Regions from separate parts of the Mus musculus genome. Here regions 2, 3, 4, 5 and 6 are each linked to region 1. A link is a contact called in public Hi-C, HiChIP or PLAC-seq and promoter capture Hi-C data. All regions are on one chromosome and are shown on one strand. Each heading gives the region's core, a stretch centred on a gene start, on an enhancer-like site or on the middle of the called end of the contact. The rest is flanking DNA. Distances are from core to core; before and after follow the strand shown. Region 1 holds the start of Gorab (golgin, RAB6-interacting). Region 2 holds the start of Mettl11b (methyltransferase like 11B). Region 3 has its middle 6.0 kb from the start of Mroh9. Region 4 overlaps Kifap3 (kinesin-associated protein 3). Region 5 has its middle 37 kb from the start of Mettl11b. Region 6 overlaps Mettl11b (methyltransferase like 11B).

Region 1 (2,700 bases), core at 25-2,524:
GCAAAACCTTTTAAAATACCATAATTACTGACTCTATTAAGATTAGTGATAAATCTTGTCTTATAGAAAATGTATAAATAAAATGTAACAGAAAGCACACAAGTAGGTTTAAAATTGTTGTTGAGTCACTAGTAAATGGTTATTGTGTGCAGAGGGCAAGCTGAATCCACTACCAGATTGTGACTAATACATTCTATTCTGGAGTTAATGTATATCTGTTTACACATTTAGTCTATGTTCAAAACTTGAACGAAACTAATCCTTTTGGATGGTATTTTGCCTTTCAAATATATTGAAAATAAACTCATCTTTAAGATAAGCATGTGTGGCATCCTTGAATTTTGGAAAACCTGTTACATTTCAAAGTTCAAAGATTACAAGAAAGATGTCAAACTTTTTTCTGATACTTATATAACTGAACTGCTCATTTCAATTGCTGGTGTCATATTTTATTTTCCAGTATACTCCTTTACTTCAACTTGATTAAAAATATTGACTCTCGAGTCGAAAATTAATATTCTTTAAAAAAATTTTCAATGTAGCCAATGTAATGTTTTCAGTTGTTTTTAGTAAAAATAATGAAAAAAAGAAATGGTTTAAAAAACGCTGACCTACACATACATGGACAAGCTTTGCATCTTCTAATTTTCTAAACTCTGCTTAAAACGGAGAAATGGAAGCTCAAGAAGATAGCTTTAGACAAAAGAAAAAAAAATCACCATTTAGGACTTGAGTGTGGTGTGTTGAGGGACTTCTATAGGCAGGAGGAGACCAGCAAAATATCTTGGCATAAGGATTAGGTTCTTAGACTCATTCATCATAGAAACAAGAAATCGAAATCTGCTAGATGTTATTGTCTAGAAGTGAACTGGCCAATGCTTAAATCTCAACCCTACACCCTGTTTCTCCATGACTTAGAACCTACAAGCCAAGGATGCTCCGGTACCGCCCACCTCCCAGGCAATACAGGCTCCGCCCAGCTAGTCAGGCAGTTCCGACCTGTAGGCCTCCTCTGTCACTGCCGCTCTACCTGTTTTCCTCAACCCTTCCTCATATTCCCATAACCCCCACTTCCCCCCAAAGATATAAAGCAAGAAGAACTGGAACGTGTAGCAGAGGCCTGTGAGTGGAAGCGAAGGCCGTGCTTTTGTAGTCCACCGAGTCAGGCTTTCAGGCATCGCTCGGGGCAGCCCCACAGGTACCGGGTCCCTGAATGCAGAGGGAGGCCTAGCGCCACAGTTCGGCACGCTGATTGGCTGTTCGCCGCGCCACTGAAGGAACCCGGATGTGCCTGTGGAGCTGTGTTGGCAGTCTGCGCGCGGAGATTTGGGCACTCTTTGGGTGCCCAGGGCTAGGCGGATGGCTCAGGATTGGGCGGGCTTCTCTGAGGAAGAGCTGAGGAGACTAAAGCAGAATAAAGGTAAGGTGTACTTGCGCGCGGGTGTGGAGTCTCGAGTCTGAAGGACAGGAGGCCGTCTTAGTGGGCGAGGGGGCGTGGGGGCTGGAACTCCAAGTTGGGGGACAGGGGTGGTGGGATTCCCTAGGTGTCTTTGCTGCAGAGGCCAGAGGGACGGCCCAGGGGTTTCTCTTTTAGCATCTGTTTTCTGATGATTTGATGTTTTCCTGTAAAAAGGAATGAGGTTAGGAAGAGAAAGCGAAGCCACCACCTGAATGGCCCCTAAGGGAGGCTTTTAACCCAAACCAATGGTTGTAAACTTGGGTTCAGGGTGAATGAAGACTAATACTGCATATACAGCATCATAATTGTGAACTTATAAAACCAGATATTTGGGAAAGGTGTCATGAGAGTGAATCAACGCAGAAGAAGTGGTATTTATGATCCATCCGCATTGCCTTTACTTCTGGCTACCAGATGAGTTTGCATTTCTTTCCAGTTCTTGGGAGTCAGCAAACTAAAAGGACTTTTCGAGAGGTTAGATTTGAAGTGCGTGTGTGTATTTGTGTGTACATGCACAGTGCACTTACATGTCTGTCTCTTCTGCCTTCAGGGACAGTGGAAATCTGCTGCCCCGGATGGGGCGGGGGGCTTTCTGGAATAATTATAGATCACTGTATGGGCTTGCGATAACGCTGCTTCTGATTTATTAAGTTTTCCAGTACTTGGTAGGAAAGGATGTAAAATGCTCTTGACCTGTGATTGCAATTTCACAAAAATGTCTGTGGTAGGCTTGGAAATGCCCATCACTTCTGTGAGAACTTTGTGCCACTCTTGGCAACATTTTAAAAAGTACCTTAAGGATAAAATTAAATTCTTCCATGTCTATAGTTTGTGAGATATCTGGATATGTCTTGGGTACTTGGAATATTTAGCCTAGATATGTGAATTATCTAGGACTGACAGGTGCAGAAGGAAGTAAATTACTAACATGGGGTCAATGTGGGGAAGACTGGACTGGCTGATCTTTCTTAGTACTGTCATGGAATTATCATGTCAGATGTGTTCCAACTGATTCTGTCCAGCTGGCTGTTTTCAGGTTCTTTCCTTCTGTAACTCATTCTCCATTCATATACCTATATGTACAAATGCAGGCACCTAGATCTGATCTGACTCAGTTCTCAGTATTTGAATCAGGTGTGTTGTCTGGTCCAGGGGCCTCTTCCGTCCTTGTCATGGGGAATGCTAACCTGCCATGAAGCACAACGTCTGCCTTAGAGATGTCAAAAGTAGCAGGACATCTT
Region 2 (2,700 bases), core at 93-2,592, 320 kb before region 1:
AGGTGATGTGTTTGTGTCCCCTTGAAACACTTAGACTAAAATCCCAACCCTTAAGGTAAAGCAGTTTGGAGATGACAGACTGAGACAGAAATCAGCAGGGAAAGTGGGATCTTTTCAAGTGAGGATAGTGCCCTGTTAAGATGTGAATAAAGGCTTGACTGCAAGCTCTGTTCCCTTACGTGTGAGCATGTGACAGGAAGAAAACAGCCAAGAACAGAATTTTCAGTAGGTACAGCATGTGCTGGCACCTTGATCTTGTATTTCCCTGTCTCTAGAACTATGAGAAATAAATGTTTATTGTTTAAGCCACCTACTCTATGTAATGTTATGGCACCACGAACTAAGTCAGAAGTCATCTCAGAAGCTGTCTACTGTAATGTTTCTATTGTATAGAGGGTCAGTGGGAGCACATGTATAAGGACAATAGTGTTATGCACTATAAACAATGAACAATAAAGAAGATAGATAGATAGATAGATAGATAGATAGTGTGTGTGTGTGTGCATGTGTGCATTATACATGAGAAGACATGTTTTTGTTAAAGCATACAATGGTCTTGTGGTGTCTCCAGGGAGTGTTGGTGCCAGGGGAATCTATGAGCACCTAGACTTTATTATTGCTGTCTCCTACAGCACAATCTATTGGCTGAATCAGAGATAATGGGGTCTCTGATATAGTCAAAACAGTTTGGCCTCTAGAACATGGAGCATCATGGAAAAAGCAGAGAAATGAGTTGGAGAGACGGAGGATAGCATATAACACAAGGGAACTTAAAAGGAAAATCATATTCATAGTAGACAGGAATAAACAGACTTGAATGAATAGGCGTTGCTCAGAACAACTTAAGTGGAGGAGCTTGCTGATAGAGGAGAGTATATAATTTCAAAAACAGGCTTTCATATAATTGCTCCTCTGGAAGATCCTTAAACACTGGAAACACATATCCACCTCCATAAAATGATTTGAGGAAAAAAAAAGTGTCCCGATGAAAGGAATGTGAGTGGCTAGGACGGCTTTGAAGGGCCCTTGTAATTTGAGGATTCAGTGTTCCAGGAGCCATGGAAATCAGGGAACAGGACCTCCTGCAAAATATTCACAACTCTTTGAAATGGAAATTAGGCTGTTCCAATTTCAGAATCAAATTAAAGCAAGTATTCAGGGTGTTAGCAGGCAGCACTTGAGCCTGTTTGAAGCAGCCCAGGAGGGAGGGAAGCGTGCTTTTCCCCGGATGAAGCAGGATCTCATGCAGTCTGTTTCCATCTTTACTTTTAGCACCTGCTGGCTTGGAGTGGTGTCGCGCAAGCAATCAGACGGTGGGGTGGATGTGCCAAGAGCCTGACCTCCCCATGTCTGCTACCCCTCCCCCTACAACCCATGACAGCCTGTCCTGATATAGATGGGACCTGGGACTGGTTTAAAATGACAGGCTCAAGTTCTTTGAGGAAGCGAAGACTAATTCAAAGGAGCAGCCAGACAAGCGTCCTTTCTCTGCAGGAATAATTACTATCCCCCTTCACCATGGCCCACCTGGGAGCCCATTTTGCCTTTAGATCCCGTTGGCAGAAGACCGACGACGAACTCTGTCGTCATAGCATGTCCTTTATCCTTCACAAAGCCATTCGCAATGACTTCTTTCAGAGCTACCTCTACCTGCTGGAAAAAATTCCCCTGGGTAAGTGAGTCAGAGCTGGTAGAGGAGGGACAAGAAGGAACTTGATGAGTTGTGTGAAGTTATGGGAAGACTTGGAGAGACATAGGGCAGGGGGCTTTTCAGCTAAGGAGGACCCAGACCAGTGTCAGTGGGTGAAATGCTTCAGTGACATTCTTTTATGGAGAGGTGAAGATGGAGTGCCACCTGGCAAGGCTGAACTCTATTTCAGGGTTTTCATGGCCCCTTAGGCATAGTGACTTGCTGCTCTAGGGGGAAGCTGAGGGACTACAAGGTTTAGAGAAACTCAATTCTTGAGTTGTCAATGTTGTGTTTTGCTCAAGTTGTGAAGTTAGGTAACTCAGAGTTGAGACTATTAATGTCGTGTTAAGCAAAAATTGAAAACAGAGATTATGTGATGAGGGATCAAAATATGCTTGGGGCATGCATGAATGTGTAAGTGTGGTGGCGAAGGTGTGTGTGTGTGTGTGTGTGTGTGTGTGTGCGCAGTCTGTTCTGCTCTGTCACAAGTATCATCAGAGAACTAAAGAAAGCTGATTGTAGTTTGTATTTTTGATATCAAGGGATAGTAGTCTGCCTTCATTTTCGGTTTTTCCCCCAGTTTCAGGGAAATGGGACAAGAGAGCTTATCAGTGCTTGTAGAATGCTTTTTCAACCTGTGTGAAGGTTCAAACTTCAGGACCCTCTAACCAGCACTCAAGAGGAAACAACTTATGATTAAGCTGTGAAGTGCCCCCTTCCTGCCTCTTTGATTTATATTTTCTCCCAGTGAAAACAAGAATGCTGTTCTCAGCCTTGGTCTGTTTGCTTAAGGTTGGCTGAAAGCCCCATTGTGTACTTGCTTTGGTCCCAGTTTCCTGCTGTGGAAAGAACTACCTAGTGCTTAGCGTTACATTCAAGAGTCTGGATGTTAGCAGGCATCAAAGTCTTAGTTTATAAAATTACTTCTGAGAGGTTTTAAATTCTAGTCCTGTAGGTATGCTCATCTTATATTTACACAGTTTTCATATGAAAATATGTCCAGCTACACT
Region 3 (2,700 bases), core at 165-2,664, 310 kb after region 1:
GAGGCAAGCTATGAGGGCTGCCCGAGAACTGAAGAAGAAGCTGCTGAACAGTTTGAGCATATCCAGGGCAGGAAGAAAGCTGTGGCGGAGAGACGGAGAGGGAGGAGAGATGGGTGCTGTGGATGAAGGAAGAGAAAGGCTGTGAAGAACCAGGGAGGAGAACCTGCAGACTCTGGCCTCCGGAGCTCTGGGGAGCTCTCAGATGTACACACAGGTTGAGAGAGAGCTGTAACACTGGCTGCTGTCAAGGAATAAAGAATCCTAGTCAGCCCAACTGGAAGCTGCAATCCAGGCTCAGTCAACAGCTCAGAAATTCTGTTTCCTGGGTCCACAAAGGAGTTATTAGCACTTGTAAAGCTGATACATGCCTGGGGGTGGCTGCAGTATGCTTCCTGCTTCCACCACTCACTGCTGCCAAATGCTGAGAGATATGCCAACTACAAAAGATACTATGAAGGGTCTCCCTCTCCTTCCCTACCCATGTTTGCAGCTGAGAGGGAAAGAACTTCAGCCAGTTTGTTGGTGACCAGTCTACATGTACATAAGTGTATTAAGGAAACAGATGAAAATATTTGGTGTTATATATGCATACAAATGTCTGAAAATGTTAGATAACAGTAAGCTATTGAAAATGTTCAGACTGCATTTTCAGACACACAGCCAAGCTTTTCTAGAAGAGCGACCTCCGCTGGGAAAGGCCTCCCCTTGTTGTCTTTCTCTTCCTCTTCCAGAACTTCACTGGGGAGTCTTTGGTGGGGATGTAATGTATGAAAAACAAACAAACAAAGTCAAAACACAACTCATGCTTCACGGTGAAAATTATGTTAAAAATCAAAAGAAATGTTTGAAACAAAACAACATGATGCACAGTATAGAAAGTCCAAGTCATTGTTAATTCTCTCCCTTAACTCACCCTACTAATTCCACATTGAATGAATGAGTGAGTGAATGAATGAATGAATGAATGAATACTACTTAGTTTTCAGACAAGCAGTAAAAGTGGATCTGATCACCATATCACATCTTAGTTCTCCCTGTCTATGGAGATGCCAACTTTATGAGTCACTGCCACCAAGGGGCACTAGTTGACACTACACACAGAGTTCCTGGGAGAAGTTCTGTCAGACTTGAGGCTTGGAATTGTTGCCTCCATTATGACAATAGAGTTTTCCCTGCAGTCTAGTCCTTGAGTTTTGTGAGCATCTCTCATTATTTGTATGTTACAATCCGCTTCCGACCACCACACAAATAGGCACAGAAGGTGTGAAGCTATCGCCTGTGGGTTCTGGCCTGGAAGGAAGCCACTATCCTGTGTGTCATTAATTTGCCCATTAACATGATTCCCTTTCCCATGTCCCTTCTTGCCATTTACTAGGACGGCCCCCAAGTTTTATCTCGAGTGACACCTAGTGGTGCCATGTCATAAGAGAAATCTCTAGAAGATAATCTCTAAATTCTTTCAGCCCTTGAATTACACTGCAGCTCCCTGCTCCTCTCACAAACTCTAAAGGGTTACAACGCAAGCCTGGGCAGGATGGGCTGGGGTAGGAGGGAGCGGGAAGTTCCTTCAGCTGGCTGGAGCACAGAGACACACATTGCGGAGTTTTCGGAGGAAGACGCCAACAATTCACATTTTTCTCTTCTGTTTTAATTTATGATATATCTATCTATATATAAATATATATCAGAATGAAACCCGGAATGTGGCATTCCGTATTGCAAAGCCGTTTCAAAACCATCACTCAGCAGACCCAATGTGGTTCAGCAGTCATGTGTCTTATTCCTTTCCACTGATAGATCATAAAAAAAGTTGGACAAAGTCAAAAGAATTCCCAGAGAAGAGAGGGCTTCCATCCAATAAAACTTTCTTCTTAAATTTTACATGCAGAAAAGAATATAGCAAACATACATGTGTCAAGATTTTCTTCACTAAAAGGATGAAAATATTATGTTCAAAGTTGATCCCATTTTGTTTTTGTTCTTGTCTCTCAATCCAGCCACACTAGCATCCCTGATATTTATATTGTTTATTTTCTACTTCATTTTTGACAAAATAATTTATTCCATACGAAATGTATGATTTTGCACCCATATTATTTAGGACATATTTTCATTATATGCTATATATTATTATACACTACGATTCATCTTTTGGCTTAATAGCTATTTGTACTTAGATATATAATGTGAGTCCATTTCTTTTGCCTGCTGAGTTCTGCTGCAGAAAGAGATTGGTTAGTCTCTTGTAGAACATTTTCCCAGTAATGTTTTCCAATCAAAAACAATGTTATCCCCACCTCCCAGTGGCTAATTATTCCAGTTCTGTCCTTGTTTGGAACTATGGCTCCCTGGCATCATGCCCACTCTCATAGTTACAGGGACATTCTGCACTTATTCAGAACAGATATTTAATCCCTCTACACTCTAGTCCCTGGGGTACCAATAGGATCCATAGATGCTACTTTCCTTTGTCACTTTCTTTCTTTGTCATTTCTGGTGGCAGTGGTGACATTGGTCAGTCCCCAAGGTTTTGTGTAAACCTCGTGTTGGAAAATAACAAGGAAGCTAGAGCCTTTGAGGGGGATGATTAGAAGCCAAGGAGGCCCAGAGAGGCTAAAGATAGAGCAGGACCATGGTGTGCAACCCTCCCTACATGGGCAGGATTGGAAGATTTGAGCCACGTTAATAATGGAATGAACA
Region 4 (2,700 bases), core at 79-2,578, 470 kb before region 1:
CCCTCCAGGTCCATCCATTTGCCTAGGAATTTCATAAATTCATTTTTTTAATAGCTGAGTAGTATTCCATTGTGTAAATGTACCACATTTTCTGTATCCATTCCTCTGTTGAGGGGCATCTGGGTTCTTTCCAGCTTCTGGCTATTATAAACAAGGCTGCTATGAACATAGTGGAGCATGTGTCCTTCTTACCGGTTGGGACATCTTCTGGATATATGCCCAGGAGAGGTATTGCGGGATCCTCCGGTAGTACTATGTCCAATTTTCTGAGGAACCGCCAGACTGATTTCCAGAGTGGTTGTACAAGCTTGCAATCCCACCAACAATGGAGGAGTGTTCCTCTTTCTCCACATCCTGAACAGCAGACTGAACTGCTATTTTTATTTAAATAATCTTTGGGCTGGCAAGATGGCTCAGTGGGTGAAAGGTGCTTGCAGCTAAGTTGGAAGACCTGAGTTGGATCTCTGCAATATATACAGTAGAAGGGTTCTGCACACTGTCTGTTGTCCTCTGACCTTTGCAAGTGCACTGCCACGAGTGCATGCTACACACATCCATGTACAAAAGAAATAAAATTAAAATAAGCATCCTCTGATCTCCAGATTGTATTCAGAGTAACTAATATGAGCTTTGAGCATCAGCATTGCACCCTACAAGTCTGATTCTACAACTGTGTAGTGACTGACACAGGACCACTGCTGAAAACACTGGGGAAAGTGAGAATGTGTGAGGAGGGAGGCCGCTCAACAGGAAACTGTTATCACCTAGGAAACAGAAATTATATTTTACAAAAGCTTCAGCAATATTTATAGAGTCCTGCTACCAAAACCACAGTCATGCTCAGCAGTGTTGGCATGAAAGGTGACCCTTGAGATTTCAGTTATGTTTCTCTGTTAGAACATCATGAATTAAGGTGATGAAGTTCTGGAGGTACACAGCCTAGCATCCCCAAATGAGTAGAGTCAAATATTAATAAACTCAACATATTAATATCAATTTCCTATGGCATCCCTCTGGGATTCCTAATGCTCTCACATGCCCAGTTTCCATCCTATAGCAGCAAACAGCTGTGAGAATTTCAGCACTTCGATCCCAGCTAGGACATAGCCAACTCCACCAAGCCTTTGTAGCATTCCTACAGGGAGACACTTCTCACTGCTGAACACTTTTCATGAGGCATGTATTGCTGGGCTCTGTCTTTAAGTTTTCATTCTATGCTGTATTTAAAGGAAAACATGCTTGTCTTTTATTTTTCCCTCGTCTCAGCTTCTGACATTACGATCTTAGGCACTCGGGTTCCATAAACTCTCATGTGTCACCAGAGACTTATGGTTTGATTTTGCATGGAATGTGCCATCCCTTTTGAAGTTCTACATCCCTTTGTTTACTGTTTAACCACTGAAGTATCCTGAAGGCTCACCCAGCCTATCATCAGGGTCTGGGCACTATCACGGGAGCTCTTGTCACTGGCTTCCGTCACACCTTGTATCTGATTAACACACTCTAGGATAACACAGAGCTACACAGATCTGCTTTGTGTCCTGGAGCAATTGATAGAAAACAGACTTCTCCCCTTCTTTAATCTGGCAGACCCCTAATTGAGACTGTAATATAGTTTATTTAATAAAAAATTTTTATACTAAATTAAAATAAGTCTAAAATAGCCCAGTTTTTTAAGGCTAAGAAGCTCCAAAAAGGGGAGGCTTTTTATAGCTTAAAAATATTTTCTTGAAAATACACATATATATATATATTTCAAATAAACATACATTTAATAAAGTTGTTGGCTTTTATGTATACACTACCTCTTTCTTAACATGACCGTTCCTAGTGTGGGCCTTTACATAGTCTCAACTGAGGAAAATGTTAAAGCAGACTTTTCGGTATGACTATCTCCTCAGACAAACTTTTTAAAAAGTAATGATGAGACTAACCTGTATAAATAGTTTTTAAAATATGCCACTATAGACCTTATAGTAAAATATATAATTACATAAAATTTATTTAATTAAGCAATCATGAATTATCATGTTTATACTTTGTTTGGGTTTCAAGTCCAACTATGGTCAATTGAATCAAAATAAAGCAAGACATGTAAGAATCAGTAAAGGAGATACACAAAAACATTCATGCATATGTATTTTTTTTAATTTTTAACAAGCTGGAAAAAATAGTCTAAATTCCATGTGATCCAAAAATGAACTACAGAAGAAGGCCAAACAAACTTGGCATTAAGTATAAATTTCATTTTATAGAATTAAGACAAAATTCTAAAATGTACTTAAACTGATGAATTAAATCTTAGTATGCTCATAATGAGGAGCCAGCTGTAGCTGTTTGGCAAGATGATTTTACAGATTCTACCAACAATTCACTTGGAAAATCTCTGTGCTGTGTCTACACCCACAGTAAAAGTGAGCGCTGGGCTGGAGAGCTGCCGTGGTGGGTAAGGGCTCACTCCTTCAGTGTGAGAAGCCAACTACAGATTTGCAGAGCCGAAAGAAAGCTGGGTGCCACTGCATGCCTCTGTGCTTCCAGCACTCCCACAGCAAGGTGGGAGCACACACAGGACAATAACCACAGCAAGGTGGGAGCACACACAGGACAATAACCAGAGCAAGGTGGGAGCACACACAGGACAATAACCAGAGCAAGGTGGGAGCACACACAGGACAATAACCAGAGCTCACCAGCTAGCTA
Region 5 (2,700 bases), core at 21-2,520, 280 kb before region 1:
CCCAAACTTGGAATGCAACCTATAGGATATGCAAATAGTTCTGGACAGCATCACTCACACATCCTGTAATGAATAGGTACCAGGAAAAGGGATGACCTCATACAGAGATCCAGGAACAGGACTATCACTAGAACTGTGCCTCTCTGCTTCTCATTTTGCATCAGTGACATATCTGGGCTTTACTTCCATCAGCTGCAGCAGTCTTCAACAAAGACTCATGGTCAAAGAATTCTTGAGATCGGAGATGAATGGATTTGTTCATTTGAATGTGAGGATCATTATCAGGTATATATGTATATAAAGTCATTATGTATACCTTGAACATCCATGACCTATGGCTTGAATATGTACAATTTGTTAATTGAATATTTAAACAAAAGAAAGAAAGATAACATAAGCTTTGCAATGTCAAAGGGACTGTCAAATAAGGTAATTGCAAGCCAATGGGTGGGGTACAGGAAGTATCCAGAATCTCAGGTAGGCTGCATTATACAAAATCTATTGCCATTTTCTGTCCTTTATAAGAAGCTTTCTAGGACCCAAACCTATGTCAGTCTCACTTAAGTACCGCCAATGATGTGGCTTTCTCTCCTGTGGCAACAGAACCCCACTGTGGGCTCCAGAACAAGGGGTGTATGGAAATGGCCACTCTCTGGGAGGGGCACCATAGTGCTCTGGTGTTATCTTCAGTCTCAACATGATTTCCTCAGTCAACAGCAGTGGGCTAGGTTCTTCCTTCGCTACCCAACTTTTGTGATCATTTGCTCGAGGACTCCCAAGGCAAGTCAACTGATATCTCTCTACCTCACCTTCAACTATAGTTGCATAAATGCAGTCTAAGTTCCATCCCCTTTCACAGCTCTCTATCACATCCTAATTTTTATTGAGCAACATTGGAATGTATCTGTGAGATACAATATGAGAGATCTTGACACAGCTGTACCATGTGTAAGAACGTCTCTAACTTTGTGGAGCTTCAGTGAAGTTCCACTCTCCCTGTGTTCTCTGGTCCTTATAAGCTTTGACTTTTCATGAGTGGCCAGACACATTCTGGCATCTAGGTTTTGCACTTCATGTTCTTTCCTCCCTGATTCACACATAATTTGCCTCTTCATTTTCTTTGGATCAGATTTACAGCTATTTGGTAAAGAGAACTTCCTGGACTTGTTCCCTTTCTTTCTCTCTTCTGTTTTTCTCTCAGATCACTGCGAGTGCCTGACATTGCATCTGCAACTGCCATGGCTAATTGTGCTCTTATCTCTGCTCTACAACAATGTGCATTCTTGTAGATATTGCCTGTGTCCTGTTCTTCTCATTCCCTTGCTATTCAACAGAGCACTGAGTAAATATTAATGGAGTGAGTGAGTAAGGGAAATGCAACCGTCAAGGTATAAAACAAACAAACAAACAAGCTCAAAGAAAGTGTAAATACAAAACTTGTTAAGTTTGTAGTGGTTAGGCTGTGAGTTTCTTCTTCATTTGCTTTCCCCTTATTTCCAAGATGTTGGGATTCATAGTAGATATTTTTTATACTCTTGTAGGAGGGCCCAGACCTTGGTAGGAACATGGACCTTAGCAAAACTGACTCCATGATGGAAGTGCCATTCAGGCTGTAAAACTCACTATGTAGATAGTAGTACATCCCCCAAATGAAAACAAAGACCTAATAAGTCAAAGTCCATAGTGCTGAGAAAGTCTCTACATGGAATATCACTGCCTTTAGGCTCCTGTAATTCAGTCTAGCTATTCTTGTTAACTGAAGCACATCAACTCAGGACAAGATTTTTGTGCTTTAAACCTCACCCTGATAAAGACTTGGGGATACACTGGGATCCTGAACCCCAGTGTAGTCATCTGGCTAATAGAGATTTTCTATTGGCTTAAATCCATGTCTGAGCAGTCTTTTCAGGTGAACACACCAAACATTTTTAGTTCTTAAGGTCAACTGTATCTTCATATTTATTACCAATCCACATTAGCCTTCCCTGCTTCTATAACTCTGGGAAAGACTGAGTACCAGCATATATGGTGTCTGCTTAAGATGGGCCCCATGTAAAGCTACTCCAGGTTACGGGGGACTCTTACAAATGGTCTGCTCTGTTGCAGTGGACCGTGCTATTTTACCAGTGAGATGGGGCTGTTTTATGAATAAAAGTTGATGCTTAGGTGGGCAATGTGCTTTCTTTCAATTAACATAGAGAATTTTATTGTATGGGTCTTCCTTTTTCCCAAAATGGCCCAACAATTTCAGACCAGTGTGACAATTCTGGCTTGGAATTTGCTTATTGCATTTTGTTGATGTTAAAGATGGGCACCAGGAATGGAGAAACTGGGATTTTCTGGATTCTATAGAAACAGTTCTTCTGGACTATTCCACTAAATGTTATTTTATGTGTCTTGAAGGGTTTCTACTGACTTCCTAAAAAAAAGAAAACCAAAACACAAGTTCAGATATGAAAAGAAGACCAAATAGATAGATTAGTCAACAAAGCACTGGCCACAAAAACATGAGAAGTCCAGTTGGATCCCCAAACCCACGTGACTAGAAGCTGAGCCAGTGACACAGCCTTGAAATCCTAGTGTTGGGAAGGCAGAGACAAATTTTTGGGGCTTTCCAGGCAGCTAGTCTAGTCTACTTGGGAGTTGCAGGTGAAATAAATAGATACAAACTTAGATGGTACTTGAGGTTGGTTTTTGACT
Region 6 (2,700 bases), core at 86-2,585, 310 kb before region 1:
CTCCGCGGAGTCCCGGAGCCAAGAAGGCTCCCGCGGGCGCCTGTGCCACAAACCTCTCAGGCCGGGCAGACCCCCGTGCTCTCACCAGGAAGGTGGCCGGCTATCTCGTGATTATTTTATTATTCAGGATTTGACTGGACCTCTTCCTTTTTATAGAAGAAATTTCCAGGTCGTATAAAGACAAGACGGTAGAATGTAAGAACCAAAGTCCTAAGCTTTATAGAGTATCATGATTCTCCTACCTAATGTATAAACACCCCTGGGCATGTTACGTACATGTATTTAGCTTTAGTTTTTTCATCCATGGCTAGAAAGTAACAACAGAATCTGTCTGATGGAGTAATATGAAAATCAAAGAAGACTAGAGTTGTTAGGCACTTCAGTTAGTGAACAAGATGAGCATAGAATAAATATAATGTGTCTATTACTAATAATACCATGATGTCTTATTGTGAATTCATCACACATCATACAACGTAATTTGCTTTCAAGTTGTCTTAATCCACACAATAGAGCTGCTGGTGGTCTTACTGAAGAAGAAACTCCTAATTGCAAGCAAAATTTGTTGTAATTCAACACAACGTCCTTGTCCTTTGACTAAAATGTGGGTAATGTTTTATTTTGGTGAAGGAAGTACTAGCAATATTTAGCTTTAGAGTCATGCTGTCAACTTTCTCAGAAGGATAGCCTGAAGACTATCCGTGGTGTTGAAGTGAGGTTCTATTCCTTCTAAGCTTCCCTGCTGCACCTTGTATCTGAGTTGTGAATCTGGGAGTAGAGATCTATGGTCAGGATGAGATGTCTACCAGACCCATCGTCTATGTGATGTAAGTTACAGCCACAGAAATCTGAAAAGTGGAGAATTTATGGCATCATGGATATTTACATGTCAGAAGAATCTGCAATAGTTCTAAACTAGAGCCAATGACTGATTTCATGACAGCCTTATTCTAAGAGGGTGAGTTTGCCAAGCCTTTCAGGAACACCATCTGTTTACTCTTTATAATGCAAAGGTAAGGACTGGTATCAGCTCCTCTTCTCTAGTTGTGGAAACTGAAGCTTAAAGGGATGGAAGAAATCCTTAAGATTGCACACAGTTAGTATCAGTCCAGCCAGGTTGGTCTTACACCAAATTCCTTGCTCTCAATCACGTTATTTTCACCCCATTTGTTTCATGAAGAAGAAAAAAATCCCTGATTTTTGATCACAGACTATAGACCCCAACCCTCCTCTCTTCTGCCCTTAAGCAGTCCCTCCTGCTTGCCTCATGGTGAGGCCAACTTTGATCCCAAGATACTTCAGAAGCCTAGCTTGTAATCCAGCTGTCTTGTCACTCCACGAGGAATGCCAAGCTGACCACGGGTATTCTAGTCAGACAGAGCCCAGAAGCATGCCTCTGGACCTGGGAAAGGAAACATTGCATGCTTGCATATTTTTGTTGGAAAAGAGGCAGGCTGCTCCTTTCAAACAAATCCAAGAGCCCTTCTTAGTAGACAAGGCTCATTGTAAAGCTGTGACCTTGAACTAAGACAAAATAGTCTGCTTAAAGGAATGCTATTTTAGTACTTTGACCTTAATGATCTGCTAAATTAGTATCTAGGTCAAGAAACAGGGAGTTAGGGGATATGAGTATCTGACATGATTTATTTGTGTGTCAACTGGGAAAAGGCAGACTGTTTAATCTAAAGCTTTGCTTTCCTTTCAACACTAAGTGACAAGGGACGGTGGGAAAAGCTGTTTCATCTGGTTGCAAATGGATTTGCTTTAGACAACCCAAAAATGGCACCAGGATGAAGGCAGCATCCCTGATAACGAATAGGATAAAGTGGTACTACATGAGAAGGATTGGGCATTTGGCGTGTTTGTTTTCTTGGATAGTTGCTAGAGATTTGATGAGAAGAATGATGAGATTTGGTTTGTAGGGCATGACTTTTATACAGCAATGTGAATCACATGCATTTTAGTTTTCAGATTCACTGACTGGTCTTAAGATAATGCTGTGCAAAATAAAACAATTAGGCATGTTAAAAACAAAATCAGCAGAAGGAAAAATGCTTTTTAAATTATCTTATACGAATCCATAGATATGAACTTAATAATGAATGAAAGTGGAAATAAGAGTCACCTTGTTTTGAAATCACACACGGTGTGAGACTGTACTCACATTTGTTCAGGGCATCCGATTTCAATCCACTCACAGTTTCTGCAGTCATCGAGCCCCAGAGGTGAGAGCAGATTCAGAGATCAGTCTCTAAATATCCCTTCTCAGAGGTGCTGCCTGTGAGTGACAGAGAGAAAAAGAATAACACTGCCAGGTCAGGGGAGGCAGTGCCAACCACCCAGGACAAAACAGAATAGAGCTACAAGGCGGTGGTCAGAGAGGCTGCACCTGGGTGAAAGGAGCATTTGTGTCTGTTTAGTAAAAGTTTCAAGGATAGCTGTAACCAAACATGAAGTGCCTGAATTGAGGAGACAGAATTGAAGAGGGCGGAGAAAAAAAAAATCATTTAGGACACTGATTCTCAACCTGTGAGTCGTGACCCCTTGAGAGGTAACATATCAAATATCCTGTATATTTGGATATGATTATTAGATTATGATATTATTAGATATTATTATGATTCAAAACAGTAGAAAATTACAGTTATGAAGTAACAAAATAATTTTATGTTTGGGGCCACTACAACATGATATTAAAGG

The links. Promoter capture Hi-C pulls out the DNA fragments that hold promoters and counts their contacts. A called contact is a pair of places that touch in the nucleus more often than the background predicts. HiChIP or PLAC-seq counts read pairs in DNA pulled down with a chosen protein or histone mark.
Region 2: a contact with region 1 is called in an H3K27ac HiChIP or PLAC-seq map of VIP interneurons, with 9 times the contacts expected there. The contact joins the promoter of Mettl11b here to the promoter of Gorab in region 1. A contact is called at or near these places in 15 of 39 promoter capture datasets (the 3T3-L1 cell line, 3T3-L1-derived adipocytes, the SN4741 cell line and 9 more), 3 of 484 Hi-C or Micro-C datasets (nephron progenitors and uterus), 5 of 115 datasets of contacts at active chromatin or transcription factors (VIP interneurons, craniofacial prominence, embryonic forebrain and 2 more) and 2 of 9 other capture datasets (adipose tissue and embryonic stem cells).
Region 3: a contact with region 1 is called in a Hi-C map of the C2C12 cell line, with 2.5 times the contacts expected there. The contact joins the enhancer-like site here to the promoter of Gorab in region 1. A contact is called at or near these places in 4 of 39 promoter capture datasets (the 3T3-L1 cell line, 3T3-L1-derived adipocytes and maxillary cranial neural crest) and 3 of 484 Hi-C or Micro-C datasets (the C2C12 cell line, embryonic fibroblasts and myocytes).
Region 4: a promoter capture Hi-C map of cranial neural crest shows a contact between it and region 1. The contact joins the enhancer-like site here to the promoter of Gorab in region 1. A contact is called at or near these places in 8 of 39 promoter capture datasets (the 3T3-L1 cell line, 3T3-L1-derived adipocytes, cranial neural crest and 4 more).
Region 5: an H3K27ac HiChIP or PLAC-seq map of extraembryonic endoderm stem cells shows a contact between it and region 1, with 3 times the contacts expected there. The contact joins the enhancer-like site here to the promoter of Gorab in region 1. A contact is called at or near these places in 7 of 39 promoter capture datasets (the 3T3-L1 cell line, 3T3-L1-derived adipocytes, cranial neural crest and 4 more), 2 of 15 datasets of contacts at CTCF or cohesin (both in the NIH/3T3 cell line), 1 of 484 Hi-C or Micro-C datasets (myocytes), 1 of 115 datasets of contacts at active chromatin or transcription factors (extraembryonic endoderm stem cells) and 1 of 9 other capture datasets (adipose tissue).
Region 6: a promoter capture Hi-C map of the 3T3-L1 cell line shows a contact between it and region 1, with 3 times the contacts expected there. The contact joins the enhancer-like site here to the promoter of Gorab in region 1. A contact is called at or near these places in 5 of 39 promoter capture datasets (the 3T3-L1 cell line, cranial neural crest, hippocampal neurons and 2 more), 1 of 15 datasets of contacts at CTCF or cohesin (the NIH/3T3 cell line), 1 of 484 Hi-C or Micro-C datasets (myocytes), 2 of 115 datasets of contacts at active chromatin or transcription factors (craniofacial prominence and stem cell-derived neural progenitor cells) and 1 of 9 other capture datasets (adipose tissue).

Annotation. Positions count from the first base shown.
Region 1 is chr1:163,402,243-163,404,942 of GRCm38.p6, reverse strand. It overlaps Gorab (golgin, RAB6-interacting), which reads left to right and starts at 1,274. Exons shown (of 5, transcript NM_178883.6): 1 at 1,274-1,420. The coding sequence starts at 1,360. It overlaps Gm24940 (a small nuclear RNA gene), which reads right to left and starts at 2,660; the gene lies at 2,541-2,660.
Region 2 is chr1:163,723,874-163,726,573 of GRCm38.p6, reverse strand. Mettl11b (methyltransferase like 11B) reads left to right here and starts at 1,342. Exons shown (of 4, transcript NM_001143956.1): 1 at 1,342-1,672. The coding sequence starts at 1,519.
Region 3 is chr1:163,090,360-163,093,059 of GRCm38.p6, reverse strand. No RefSeq gene overlaps it. Among named protein-coding and RNA genes, the nearest start is that of Mroh9, 6.0 kb to the right of the region's middle. Within about 2 kb of position 1,414, at least 14 of the 459 cell types and tissues checked have an H3K27ac peak or open chromatin away from gene starts, as enhancers often do. A contact at or near this core is called in the C2C12 cell line and embryonic fibroblasts, where this site is marked.
Region 4 is chr1:163,873,094-163,875,793 of GRCm38.p6, reverse strand. The region is part of intron 17 of Kifap3 (kinesin-associated protein 3); the gene reads right to left. Among named protein-coding and RNA genes, the nearest start is that of Scyl3, 55 kb to the left of the region's middle. Within about 2 kb of position 1,328, at least 11 of the 459 cell types and tissues checked have an H3K27ac peak or open chromatin away from gene starts, as enhancers often do. A contact at or near this core is called in second pharyngeal arch cranial neural crest, where this site is marked.
Region 5 is chr1:163,686,986-163,689,685 of GRCm38.p6, reverse strand. No RefSeq gene overlaps it. Among named protein-coding and RNA genes, the nearest start is that of Mettl11b, 37 kb to the left of the region's middle. Within about 2 kb of position 1,270, at least 2 of the 459 cell types and tissues checked have an H3K27ac peak or open chromatin away from gene starts, as enhancers often do. A contact at or near this core is called in extraembryonic endoderm stem cells, where this site is marked.
Region 6 is chr1:163,707,481-163,710,180 of GRCm38.p6, reverse strand. All of the region lies in intron 2 of Mettl11b (methyltransferase like 11B), which reads left to right. Among named protein-coding and RNA genes, the nearest start is that of Mettl11b, 16 kb to the left of the region's middle. Within about 2 kb of position 1,335, at least 8 of the 459 cell types and tissues checked have an H3K27ac peak or open chromatin away from gene starts, as enhancers often do. A contact at or near this core is called in myocytes, where this site is marked.